Linked DNA regions of Sus scrofa: region 2 is linked to region 1. Evidence: chromatin contacts called from public Hi-C data. All regions are on one chromosome and are shown on one strand. The core of a region is the stretch at or near the end of the contact, and the rest is flanking DNA. Distances in the headings are between cores, read along the strand shown.

What was found. Hi-C and Micro-C count contacts between places; a contact is called where the count stands out from the background.
Region 2: a contact with region 1 is called in a Hi-C map of fetal skeletal muscle, with 2.5 times the contacts expected there. The contact joins the promoter of CDO1 here to the enhancer-like site in region 1. A contact is called at or near these places in 2 of 5 promoter capture datasets (fetal skeletal muscle and liver), 14 of 47 Hi-C or Micro-C datasets (adipocytes, blood, embryonic fibroblasts and 7 more) and 1 of 2 datasets of contacts at active chromatin or transcription factors (skeletal muscle).

The regions. Positions count from the first base shown.
Region 1 is chr2:119,822,143-119,829,424 of Sscrofa11.1, forward strand. No RefSeq gene overlaps it. Among named protein-coding and RNA genes, the nearest start is that of TMED7, 21 kb to the left of the region's middle. Within about 2 kb of position 3,514, at least 2 of the 83 cell types and tissues checked have an H3K27ac peak or open chromatin away from gene starts, as enhancers often do. A contact at or near this core is called in fetal skeletal muscle, where this site is marked.
Region 2 is chr2:119,936,861-119,944,142 of Sscrofa11.1, forward strand. It overlaps CDO1 (cysteine dioxygenase type 1), which reads right to left and starts at 3,565. Exons shown (of 5, transcript NM_001167643.1): 1 at 3,396-3,565; 2 at 179-256. The coding sequence starts at 3,565.

The sequences.
Region 1 (7,282 bases), core at 2,264-4,763:
AGTAGGAATCTGCTATAGCTTAAATTGATTTTTCACATCAGTTTGAAGCTGCTTTAGGGGGAAAATAACCTGCATCATCACTTTTCATCAAAACCAGTTAAGAGAAGAGACAGAAGTTAAGAGTGAAACAAGTCAGAGAAGGTCCAAGCCAGCACCAGCTCTCCTGGAATGCCACAGCCCTCAGTCAGCCCTGAGAGTAGCAAGCAGCTGGGTGCTAGTTGCTTTCCCTTTTCAATCTTGTGTTTCCCTTGAAAATGAGTTCTCAGATCTCTCTGGAGGAGTGACTGCAATTGTAAACAAAGAACATGGGTGAGAGAAAATAATTCAGTTATTTTCTACCCTTCTCCAAATAAGGCATGGAAGTTAAACTTGGGAGAAGACAAAATGAAACCACCCCAGCATGTAGATAAATAGCATCTGTTTAAATGATTGCACTTGGGATTTTGTAAACACCGTGAATACAGGTCAAGAAGCACGTGGCTTTGTGGAAACTGTTTAATGGATCTTTATGAGCAGCCTAGGAACAGAATCCGAAAGGTGACAACTGTAGATAATGGGACAGAGTTGGATTGTGGGAGAAATTAACTTTGCTAATCTCTAGATCAGGAGATTAGATTTAGATCAACATAATGCCTGGGATTCATAAATAACAGTGGAGGGAAGAAATGAATGTCCAGAAAGCTGTTATTCCTCTGCTTAGCTTTTAGCAAAGTCTGAGGAATTTGATCGGGTTATTTGAGAAATTCCTGTGGTACTTATGACATAATTAGACTGAGGTTTTCATAGCTTTGCTTGCCTTCCAGATGCTAATGATTGCTGCATAGGAGGTGTTAAATGAGTTTTCCTTCCTATCGTCTCCGGGGGTATCTGGCAGTGTGGGTACCCTGTCAAGTATGCCTCAGGGGTGAATCACCAGATCCCCAACCCCTTTTCTACTCTGGAGGCAGAGATTAATCCCCAGGCCTCGTTTACCTCCCTGACACTGCCCAGAACTTTAAAGAAATTTTAAAGTTTCATACATCCTCAGGGGTATGACCGCAGGCTCCCGTATGCAGGCTGAGCTTGGCCCAAGAAGGCTTTTTCACACCAAGGATGTTTGTCTCCTCCACCTTCCCATTCCTCAAGGGCTCTGCCTGCAATGTTCTCAGCCTCTGAGCAACCTCAGAAGCAGCCAGCAGAGCTTCAGCCAGATTTGGAGAAACACAGCCAACAACACAGCCTAGAGAACACTAAGCAAGCTTGTGAACATCCTAGAACTCGCCCACCTGGTCTGCCCCAGGGCATACCCCCTTCTTGAGGGTTTATGCTCATGGTCAGCTTTGAGTGTAGATGGGAAGTGAGTCCCCCAAAATACACCCTTCTTATCCTAAAAGTGTAGGCCGAGGTAGTGAGAAAAGGGGACCTGGGCTTGCGTTTTAAAAGCCACCACTGTGAGAATATAAACTGGTACATTTCCATACTGATGGAAACAGTTTGGAGTTTCCTCAGAAAATTAAATATAGAATAATCATATGATCCAGCAATGCCACTCCTGAACATATAGGAGGAATGTGAACATATAGTTCTAGACAAGACTACAATTCAAAAAGACACATGCACCCATATATTCATTGCAGCAGTATTCACAATAGCCAAGACATGAAAACAATATAAATGTCCATCAACAGATGAATGGATTAAGAAGACGTGGTACATATTATACAATGGGATCCCACTCAGCCATAAAAAAGAAACGAAATAATACCACTTGCAGCAACATGGATGTAACCAGAGATTCTGATACTGAGTGAAGTAAGTCAGGGAGTGGGATGGACGGGGGGTTTGGGGTTAGTAGAAGCAAACTATTACATTTAGAATGGATAAGCAACAAGGCCCTACTGTACAGCACAGGGAACTTTGTTCAATATCTTGTCATAGAACTTGATGGAAGACAGTATAAGAAAAAGAATGTATAAATGTGTGTGTGAGAGAGACTGGGTCACTTTGTTGTACAGCAGAAATTGGCACAACACTGCAAATCAAGTATAATTTTTCAAAATGTAAAAAAAAAAAAAAAAAAAGCCACCATCATGATGGCCATTCTGACAGGTATCAACCCTGACTATGCACCACAATCACCTGGAGAGCTTAAACACCAAACCAAAAGCACACCTAGCTCACTCCTGACACTCAGACCTAATCAGGTGCTGCCACTGGGAGGTTAAGAAGGCACCACAGATGGTTCTCGTCTTTGGCCAGGGCTGAGAGCCTCTGCTCTAGACTTAGACAATGATCAAATTTTCTGGTTATAGAAATTAACTCACTGAGGTAATAGTCTCTGCTCTCCTTTTTGTGCTTGGGGGAAAGAACAAAGTAAATGTTGGGGAAGATGATGTCTACTGGGAGATAGAAAGGATGCTTTATCCTCTTACGGAGGCAATAAGGGGGCCTGCAGCTGCCCTCCACCTACAGCTGTACAGGCAGGAGTTGACCCATATAGTCACACGTTTCAACATGTCCTTCTTGATTGTCACTGAAAGTTTTCTAGGATAATCGTGGGTTCACATGCTCTGGTAAGAAGTGATACAGATTCCACGTACCCTCTACCCAGTCTTCCTCCATGATGATATCTTGCAAAATTCTAGTACAGTTCCTCAACCAAGATATAACTCATATGATTTGCTGATCTTATTCAGATTTCCCATTTCATGTGCACTGTAAATTTAGTTGCATACAATTTTTGACTGTCCATAACCACGGTCAAGAGGCAAAACAGTTCCATCATAAGGATCCCCATGTTGTCCTTGTAAAACCACACCCTCTCCCTCTACCCTCCCTATCCTTCTAACCCCTGGAAACCACCAATCTGTCCTCCATCTCTAAACCTTTGTCATTTCAAAAGTATCTATAAATGGAATCATAATGATTATAACCTTCTGGGATGGGCTTTCCTCGCTCGACATGATTCCATGGAGTCATTACATGTGTTAACGGTACTGCATGGAGCAAATTGCACCACAGTTCATTAACTTATTCACCCATCCGAGGATCTCTGGACTGTTCCCAGTTTCTAGCTATTATGAATAAAGCTGCTATGAACATTCATTTTGTGGGTGAAGTTTCCATTTCTTGGAGTAAATATCCACGAGTACAATTGCTGGATCAAAAGGCTTAGTTTTATACGAAACTTTCCACTGTGGCTGTACCATTTTATATTCCCTCCAACAACAGGGGCCAGTTTTTTTCACATCCTTGTAGTTTTCACGACTCTTTATTTTAGCCCTTCTGATAGGTATGTAACAACATTTAAGTGGGGTTTTAATTTTTATTTTTCGTATATCTAATGACTTTGAACATCATTTCATGTGCTATTTGCCATCAGGATGTCTTTCTCAATGAAGTGCCTATCAGGTTTTTGCCCATCTTCTAACTGGATTGGTTGTTGTTTGCACTGTTGAGTTTTGATTTCCTCATATATTCTGGCTACAGGTTTTGTCAGCCAGAGGGCAGACAGGGAATACAAGTAAATGCTGAGGGCTTCAGAATTACATGCAGTTGTACATTAGGTGATAGAATATAGTCAGTATGCAGCTCAGCATCTGGTTTTAGTTCTACTGCAGTTTGCCTTTAGTTAAAAATAGATGTGATGGTTGCCAATAACTTTCCCTGATTAACGTGAAATGATTTATGCAGAAGGAAGAAATTCCAAGCCACATCAACACAATGTATTTCCATTGTCTAAGTCTGTTCAAACACAATGTCTAGCATTTCAGAACTTTTTAATAACCAAACGATGTTTAAAAATGAGAGGTTTTCGCATTTTCACAGGATTGGCAGTCTTGCTTCATGCTGCCTTTAAAAATCATTTGTGAAAGTGACAGATATTTGCAGTTGTCCTCATGACATCACTGAAACCAAATGTTTTCTGTCAAGGTCAGGTGAACCCATTAAGGAAGTTGCTAATGTCAAGTTACCAAGTGACAGAATGTTAGATTCAATAAGAGCAAAACTAGAATGAGATCCAGACTGTTCAGCTCTTAGTCCTGGGCTGTAGTCTTGACACTACCAGAAAGTCTTTAAAAGAGAGGGGGGGAAAGAGCTTTAAAACATCTGTTACATAATTTTTTTAATTGAGATGCCAGATCATTTGGGAAAATCTGGATAAAGAAAAAAACACTCACATTCATGCCACCTTTTCCACTTTCAGAAAGTGGAGTAATTTTATTTATAGAATAATTTAATTCAGTGTGAGAAAAATGCTGGAATGTTTTCTTATTGTTTTCTAGGACTTAGTGATTTCAAAGCCCTCTCTTATATTAGCTATAGATCCAGAGCTTCCAACAAGGTCATTTACATAAGAATTTCTATTTTAAAAAACTGCTTGTAGAATATAAAGAAATCAGGAGGACAAGGAGTCACTTGGCTCAGAATAAAGGGGGAAATAATTATGAATGATTATTCCCAAGAATTAATTTTAAAAAGACTTTTTTTGGCTGGTATTGTTTCTTAGAAAGCAATTCAACAGCATTTATTAAGTATTCAATTTGTACTTCAATCAACCCTGTCCCCATTTTCAGTTTTAAAAAATTTCTCTCTTCTTCAAGGCCTGGCTTGGACACAAACTTCTTTCCTGATTTGTTTCTTCCTGTCCTGTGGCACAAAGATGATTTCCTCTTGTGTTTTGAAGACTTTTTTTTTAATTTTACCTGTTACAAAGTAAGCTCCCTGAGACCTCATCTGTTTTGTTCAATACTAGAGTCTCAGAATCTATAAGAGGTGCTCAGAAAATAATTGTTTTCCCCACTTGCTGGTCTTTCTCATTGAACTAATACAGGCACACCTGATTTAGAGTTGCCCTGCAGACTGCTGAATCATTAAAGCCCTCTCAGCCAATTCAGAAAAATCTCCAAATTGCTATGGCTATACTCTGGCCATGCTTAGGTTAGGATGGTGCACTTGCTTAAGGGAAAGTGGTAGTTAAATTTATGTGTCAATATGGCTAGGCTAAGGTGCCCATATGTTTTGTCGAATACAGGTTTTGTTGCTGTGAGGTATTTTTTAGATATGATTAACAGTTAAATCAGTAGACTGGGAGTTCCCATTGTGGTGCAGTGGAAATGAATCTGACTAGGAACCATGAGGTTGCGGGTTCAACTCCTGGCCTCACTCAGTGAGTTAAGGATCTGGCATTGCCATGAGCGGTGGTGTAGGTTGCAGATGCGGCTCAGATCCAGCGTTGTTGTGGCTGTGGCTTAGGCTGGCAGCTGTAGCTCCGATTTGACCACTAGCCTTGGAAACTCCTCATGCCACTAGTTTGGCCCTAAAAAGCAAAAAAAGAAAAAAATCAGTAGACTGGATAAAAAAGATTACTCTCCATAATGTAGGTGGACCTTCTCCAATCAGCTGAAGTTCTTAAGAGGGAAAAAACTAAAGCTCTACAAAAAATTCTGCCTCCGGACTGCCTATGAATTCAAGGCTACAATATCATCTTTCTCTGGGTCTCAACCCTGTTGGCCTCCTGCTTAGGACTTGCCAGACCCTTCCATCACATGAACCAATTCCTTAATATTTCTCTCTCTGTATATGTATGTGTGTGTATATATATATACACACATATGCATATGTACACACACCCACCCCACTGGTTCTGTTTCTCTGATGAGCCCTGACTAATACTGGAAAGAAGACAGAGAGGGAGACTGGCAGTGATGCTTTTTTTTTGTTCACTTGTTTTCCCTGTGAACATAATGTGACCTAGAGCATTTTTCTGTGCACCAAGCTGAGAGGATTACATTAAAATGATGAGAAGAGTGACCACAAAAATCCCTTGTGCTGCAGAAAGTTTCACCTTCTAGCAAAAGCAAGTTTATGGAAAGAGTTATCATGCTTAAAGATAAGAACAAAAGGAAGAGGCTATAAATCTTCTGACTTCCTCAACAAGGACAAAATAGCTGAAAGTAGTATGCCCTCTAGTAATATTTTCAAAAAGATAGACACACTGTTACTTCAAGGTGAAGGCGGTGCTTTAAACAGTGTGTGAGAAAGCAATAGCTCAATTGTGCTCCAGAACAGTATCTCAAAAGCAAATGTTTAGAAATAATTTTTGTTAACAAAAGTAACCTAAAAACCTATAAAACTTACATATTTATACACTTTAAAGTTGGAGATAAAATGTTAAAATGCAATATCTTTCACAGTTCATGAGAATGGAAATGACAAGAAAGTGAGGGGTAACAATACTCATATCAGACAAAATAACCTTTAAAACAAAGGTCATTAACAATAGAAATACAAACAAAGATAAACAACTGGGACCTAATCCAACATTTAAGTTTTTGCACAGCAAAGGAAACAATTAAAAAAGAAAGAAAGAAAAGACAACCTACAGAATGGTAGGAAATAGTTTCAAAAGATGCAACTGACAAGGGTTTAATCTCCAAAATATACAAACAATTCATATAGCTCAATAACAAAAAACAGACAACCCAATCAAAAAATGAGCAGAAGACCTAAATTTAGGTCTCCAAAGAAGACATATGAATGGATAGTAGGCACATGAAAAAATGTTCAACCTCACTAATTATTATAGAAATACAAATCAAAACTACAATGAGGTACCACCTCACACCAATCAGAATGCCTATCATCAATAAGTCTACAAATTACAAATGCTGGAGAAGGCGTGGAGACAAGGACACCCTCCTACACTGTTGGAGGTACAACCAATGTGGAAAACAGTTTGGAGGTTTCTCAGAAAACTGAATATAGAACTATCATATGATCCAGCAATTCCACTCCTGGGCATATATTTGGACAAAATTTTCATTGAAAAAATTACATACACACCTATGTTCATAGCAGTATTATTCACAATAGCCAAGACATGGAAACAACCATGTTCATCAACAGGTGAATGGATTAGGATGTGGTATATATACACAATGGAATACTACTCAGCCATAAAAAGAACAAAATAATGCCATTTGCAGCAACATGGATGCAACCAGAGATACTCATACTTAGCGGATAAGTGAGAAAGAAAGATAAATACCATATGATATCACTTACATGTAGAACCTAAAATGTGGCACAGATGAACCTATCTAAGAACAGAAACAGACTCACAGACATGGAGAACAGACTTTGCGGTTCCCAAGGGGGAGGGAGTGGGATGGACTGGGGACTTGGGGGTTAATAGATGCAAATTATTACATTTAGAATGGATAAGCAATGAAGTCCTACTGTATAACACAGGGAACTATATCCAATCTCCTGGGATAGACCATGATGGAAGGTAATATAA
Region 2 (7,282 bases), core at 2,315-4,814, 110 kb after region 1:
ACACCGCCCCCCCCATGCTAATTCCCATGAGAATTTGTGCTGGGATTAGGAGACTCTGTGAACAAATTATTGTAACACACAATTTGTTAGTGTTTAGAAGGTGTGTGGCCAGCTTGGCACTGTACTTTTTCTATGCTTGAATAAATACTAAATATCTGTGAATGAATAATTGTATTACCTGCCATGTCCTTCACCCCAACATAGAATCATTAGATTAAATTTTCCATTTCCTTGATCCACAAGATTTCGGGTGTACCTAAAAAGAATGTTTTCAGAAGTTTGAATTTAGTTGATGAAACAAACACTGGGAAAAATAAGTGTATCATTAAGTATCATTCATTTACAAATGCTAATGCTCTGCCTCTAAGCAACTTTAAGTGGGGTTGTCTCATTAGAAGTTGAGCACAAATGAAAACAAATGTTTTTTCAGTTCTTTTGGACATTTTTGTATTTTGAATCATATGTATAGCTGCTCAATATTAATTTATGGCTTGAAAAAGATAACAGGAAAAAAAAGCGAATTTTTTGATTCTCCATGTGACAGCCTCAAAGTGATAAAAAGAATAAAAGTTTCTCACAGAAAACATTTGCAAAGTGAGATCCTGCTCTAAGCAAGAATGTTGCTATTTTTTCCCCCTCCCTGTTGCTAAACCACAATCCGATAAACAAGGTTTCACTAAATAGCTGTTCTAGAATTCTCCTTAGTTTTGCCATAGCCCAGACACAAAGGACAACACATTCAAAAGCATCATAATGAAAAGCCATCTACAAATGAAGTAGGGGTTGACCTAAGTACCAGAACAAAAGAGACTACGCTAGCGAACTAAAATAACAGGCTAAACCTTTTACAATGAGAAGAAATTAGTAATTGGCCTCCAAAAATTTCAAACCAAAACAACCGCACCCACACTACTCCCCCCCCAACAAAAAACCAAAATCAACTTTTAACATTTCTAGTGGTACTCTTGCCACCATCTTAATTAGTAAAGTTTGATAATAGTGATTCATTTAGATTCCTTTTTCAGGAAAGGAATCTGTATCCCATTTGGGGGTAATATATGTTCAAATGGTCACTGTGTTCTACGTGCTCCTTCCTCCCCTCCCCTCCCCCAGCCTGGAGGCAAAGTGCTGGCAGAGGAGGATCAATGAGAGAGCTGATTAGTAAGTACTTTGAGATGTCAGGCATCCTTACTTTGTAGCCCTTTATGACCTAGCAAGGGGCTGGGGGCACACAGACTTCTCAGTTCATGGTAAACTTGGTCCTCCTTCTCCCTCCACCTGTCCTAGGGTTTACTTCTGGTCCCACACTGCGACATACTCTTTCTTGATTCTTCTGCCTTGGCCTTCCCAAGATCACAGATCAGACTCCTTCACAGTGCTGAGACCCTTATTACATGCAAAAAATAACCATCATGTTGATTTCTGCTCTCTTGCCTCCCTCCAGCCCATTATCTGAGCTGTGCCTCACAGACCTGTCGAATAGATGGATCCAATGAGTTGCATTTCCGTTGGCTTAGAGCTTGTCAATCAAGATGAATTCAAGGCCCCTGGAAATGCCCAGCTTCTACGATTTGAAAGCTCTTACAGCCTACCCTGGTTAATTCATTTCACTAGGTCAATAATAAATCTAGGCAGAAGAAAACTAATATGGCACCATACATGCATCAAGTTTAGTGTTGGTTTAGACTGTGAGCTCTGGAACAATAAGGCTAATTTGTCTTTTTGCCGTTTCTTGGACCGCTCCTGGGGCAGATGGAAGTTCCCAGGCTAGGGGTCGAATCAGAGCTGTAGCTGCCAGCCTACGCCAGAGCCACAGCAACGCGGGATCTGAGCTGCATCTTCGACTTACACCACAGCTCACGGTAACACTGGATCCTTAACCCACTGAGCGAGGCCAGGGATCAAACCTGCAACCTCATGGTCCCGCCACAACGGGAACTCCCACAATAAGGCTAATTTGGATCTTGGAGCCACTAACTGACATTAGTTTCACCTTGAGGTAATCCAACCTTTTCATTGAGTACCATTCCTCACCTGTAAGATAGGGATAAGTATGGTACCTATCTCATAGAGCTGTTGTGAGGTTAATATATGTGTCAAGTGACTGGAAGAGTACTAGAGCCCCTAACAAGTCCTCAATTACTTGGAGCAAATGGCAAAATTAAACGAGACTCTGATAGCGTCACTGGCAGCCACAGAAGGATAGGAATCAAAGGAATTTCCTTGAGCCACTTGCAAGCGGAAAACAGGACCCTCAAGAGCTCACTTTCTAATTCAACTCCTCAAATTCAATTGAAACCACCCTTGCCCACAAAACTTTACCAAACCCACTTGCACATGTTGAGGTAAAGGGACTACAGAAACTGCTTTGAAGGAAAACGTCACCTTTCTTTATTCTGCTCTTTTCAACTAACTAGCCGCCTTTCCCAGCCCTCCACACAAACCACCAGTAAGCCCGTAAGTGCTGGCTGCGCTTTGGAAAAGAAGCCCTCACTCTTCAGGGTGACTAAGTTTTACTTATCGCCCCAGAGGACTGGAAGAGCGTTTCATTTTTACTTAATCTCCAAGCCAGGGCTGCAAGGAGTGGTCTCCTAGGGCATCTCACTCACGAACATCTGGGAAGCAGGGGCCTTCAATTTACATTCCAGACCCTCAGATCTGAGGATAAGGGAAAACCTATTGCTTGGGGCTGAAAAAGAAGTACTCCGTTTAATTCTCGAACCTGACAGTGGGTTTAAATAAACCCGCAGTCCGTGGTGGTGGTGGGGGTAGTCAAATTGGTTTGGGAGAGGGGGCAGCATAAACCAAACAACAGCAGCTGAAAACTCCAAGATGTTATTTTAACAAAAATTCCCTTTGGCAGAAGCCTGGTTGCAGGCGACCCAGGGAGCAGTGATGGAGAATTGGCGTCGGGTAAGTGTGTCCTGCACTGTCACCCCTTTCTCCCGGCGGCCGTTGGAGTTCTCTCCTGGGAGCCCCTCCAGTTGGTCCAGCCAGTCGGAGCCTGGGTGAGTCCGGCCGCCAGGATTTCTCCCAGCCATCTCCTCGATGTCCGAGAGGAGCAACGGCTCAAAAGGAGAGAATATTGCTCCTGGGGCCGGGGAGAGAGGAGGAGTTGCGGGGGGGGGGGGTTCGGGAGCCGCGAGTTGATCCGCGAGAACAGAACAGAAAACCCGCAGCCGCGCGATGGCCTTCCCTTCGGGAGCCCGCCGCCGTCTCCGGGCACTGGGACTCACCTTCTGCTCAACCGCGCCGGGGTGTGGGAAAGGCCCGAGGACGCGGGGAGGGTGGGCGCGTCGGGCATCTGGCAGCTGGCGCTCTCCGGGAGTCAAACCCCCACCCACCGCGCCCGCTGGGACTCCGAGTCACCGTAGGCCTGCGCCCGAGATCCTCACCTGTACTGGTCGAACTTGGCGTACATGGCCCACTCCGCGGGGTCGCTCTCATAGGCTTCCATGACTGCCTGCACCTCCTCCACGTTGACCTCTTCGCTGGCGAAGAGCTGGTGCAGTATGCGGATCAGATCCGCCAGGGTGCGTGGCTTGAGCACCTCGGTTTGCTCCATCCCTTGAGCAGCTGACGCGCGTCTAGCTGCTGGGCTGCGACGAACGAGCTGAGAGAACGAGGAGCTGGGAGGCGAGGGTCCCCTAGCTGCTAGCTATACAGTTGCACACAGACACAAAGCCCCCAAAGGCACGAGTGCCACAGCGTAAAGAAACCCTTGCCAAGATATCAAGAGGTACCCTGGCAGCTTGGCCGTGGCGGACCTCGGTACCCGCCAAGCATGCAAATCGGGACCAAACCTGCTAGGTTCAGCCTCCCTGGGCCCTTTTTAAGCTCTCGGAGTCGGCGGGAATGTACCAACGGCCCTCCGAGGGTGGGGAGAAGCTGGGAGCGACCTGATAAGGGTGGCAGAAGGGGGATAAAGCTTGCAAAAAAGGCCCATGCACACGGTCCCAGCTCTTTCGATACTCTGGCCATTGCTGAGCCCTTCTCTCCTGGGTTCCAGCCCTCGCGGTGGGCTTCGTGCAATCTTTCCCCCACCTTAGCAGGGCGCGTTTTGGAAGCCCATCCCAACCTCTGTCCACCCCACCCCACCCCCGCCGCCTCTCTCAGAGGCCCCTCTCCACCGCTGCGGTTCGCGACCCTAAGACGCCGACAAGAGGGGTTTGGAGAAGGGGGAACGAAGAGGAAGGAATTAGAAGGAAAGGGATCCTTCATACAAATGGAGCCGACGAGAGAACTGTGAAGTTTGCAAAGGTTGAGAATGGATTCCACTCCCAAGGATGAAGAGCTACTGTTTGGTCGGTTGAAATCATTGATAATATATTCAGAGGCTAGGTGAAAAAGTCCAAGTCTTTTTTAAAAATTTGAATGGGCTGTACTGAAACTAATTTGACAAGGGAGACGTGGGTCTAGAGCAAGACTAGTGAAACAAATAGAAGGCCACATATTCTTTTTGGTTTTTAAAATAAAACATTATCTTAAAAATAACATATTCAGTGAAAACACTGATGTTTCAAGTAATGGTTCAAAGAAATGCTGTAATTTGAGTTCTAATTATACTTCAATTCTAGGGGTGTGCTTGCAGGAGCCTCCTGGTAATACACAAGGAGGGCATTTCTATGTAGTGGACAGAACATAGCAGCAAGCTTTGGGAATAATACAAATTAAGCATGAATGAAAATAAGAAAAAAGGGAGAGAAGAAATGCTAGGATAGCTTCCTTCTTTCTTGTTATAAAAAGACTCTGGGTAAAGATCTAAGCTTTGGGAAGACTGACCTGTTTTTTCTAGACTTTGTTTCAATTTTCAAGATATGTATGTGTATAAACATGTATGTACATGAATTTACTTGTGCCACCTTAAGTCTTAAACATCCCTAGTTAAACTGATTACACTATAAGTACTCTAACGATGTTATTAGGAAGTAAAAATGACACCTCAATCACCATTGTTCAAAAAGGGCTATAGGCAGAAAGCACTCCAGAAGCCAAAGATGTGGTTAAATAAAGAATTATGGGACAAAGTAACTTGTGCCTTTTCATCGTTTATTCAAAAATTTTTTTTATCAGTGTTTTCTACTGAGTCTCTAAATCAGTTCATTTCAGTTTTTAATCCATGAATATTTGGAATGAACAAAATTAAATAAGCTTTATTTTTCTGCATTTCATACTAGATTACACTCTTGAAATTTTTCAGACAATTCTTTTTCTACTTTCTCTGGCTCCTCGTGACAGACACCAAAAGGATCTTTGCTAATGTAGCCATATTCACACATTCATGTTGATTGCCTCTAAATCCTTGCCCAAACTCACATTTTCATTGACTCCTTGTATGTGGATGTCTCCCTCATCTCCCATAGTGAAAGCCATCTCTAACGCCTTTTGGTACCTCAAATGAAATACATTGAGTTTAAAACTCCTTTCAGACATGTTTTTCTATTTCCATAATGAGGCTACCCAAGCTCAAGAACCTTACTCTGCCTACTCTTTTTCTGGATCATTCTCAAGCCCTTTTAACCAATAATTAAATTTCTGAAATCTCCAGAATTATCTTTTGTTTTCCCACTTTTCTATCCCTACTGCTACTCCGCTTGCTCAAGCTTCTATTCCAATTTTGAGTGGATTACTGTGCTGGCATCCTAAACTGGATATCGTGATTCCAGGTGTTCCCAGTGCAAATTCTTTATTCATACCCACTAAAATTATTCTTAAGCATGGACCAATGGTGTTGTTTCCTTGTCAGAAACTTTCAATAACTCTTATTTTCTACTCACTAGGCTGTAAATCTGGCATTTAAATTCTCCATGTTTTGGTTCTACATTACCTTTTTCAACTTTTTCTTCATTACCAAATGTCTTCCAGCCAGACTGTGTTAGTTACTACTTCTTGTGGTTATCAAATCCATTCTTTCGCTCAAGCTTTTATTTCTGCCTAGATGCTAGAAAGACATTTTGGTATGTCCAAATCCTACCTTAAGGTCTTAGCTCAAATGCTTTTTTCTCTGATATAAGTTATATCCCCTCCTGAACAACTAGGGTAGTAATCAATATCTTTCGTACAGGACTTCACAGCAGGTATGATAGTTACTTATGTGAATTATATTGACAGTGAGAATTTTGGGGAAAGGCTCCACTTACATTTTATTTTTCTATCACCCCTCTATGCCTAGCAGAGTGTCTTGCAGATGCATGAATGGTGATTTAAGTAAAAGCACGTGGTAACTGGCTAGAGTCATTCAACTGCTAGTTTTTAAGGATCCCTGGGGTTGTGAGTTCAAATCAAGCAAAGATCTATTTTCTCTCTCTCTCTCTTTTTGGTTTCTCTGCAAGAACACTCATATTCTTCCCCAAAGAAGCACACACTGTAACCTAACTACTGTCCCCCTGCCCGCCATTCCACCCACAACCCCAGCCAAAAAAAGCGAGTGAGTGACATTACAGGCTTCATCAACAAAAGTAGAATATCTAGATACCACTCTTGGGCAATGATCATTCACATTTTATGACAGACATTGTCATGTGGTAGACATCCAGAGAAAGGAATTAGAGGTTCAGAAACACTGATCTATCCATCCATTCAACACATTTTTATAAGGATGTACTATATGCCGGCACCACTTATAAAACTTAAGTTTATGCCCTCTGAGGGCTTATGTTCTAATGGGAGGTGGGGGTAGATACACCAATATTTACTTACAGTATACATGGAGAAACAGACAAACAGTACTGTATTTACAACATATGATGGAGAAAATCAAAGCAGGGAAGTTAGAGGGTGCTAAGGAGGTGTCATTTTAGAGCGAGTTCAGGGAACACACTTCCTTTGTGAAGTGATAGTTGAGCAGGCACTGAAAGATATTAGCGAGACAGCATTTGCCTTGATGAAGTTTCCATGTAGAAGAAATAGTAAGCTGCAAACAGTCCTGGGATGTGAGCGAGCCTAGTGTTTGAGTGACAACACAGATGAACACAGACATGGATGGCAAGTTGTGGACATGGGGACTGCAGATCACACAGGACAATAAAGTGTTTCAATTTTTATTCTGATGTGGGAAGCCACTTGTGGGGTTTGGTCAGAAAGCAGATAAATGGCGCTAACTGTGGCTTTACCAGACTGGGAGACATGAAAAATGGTTGGACTCTGAACATGTTCTGGTATAGCTGTCAGGGTTTGCCAATAGACTGGACGTGAGCTGTTAGAGAGGGATCAATAAGTACTTAAGCAATTGGAAGGAATGGAATTGCCATAAGATAGAGAAGTCTTGGGAAAACTGAGGTGA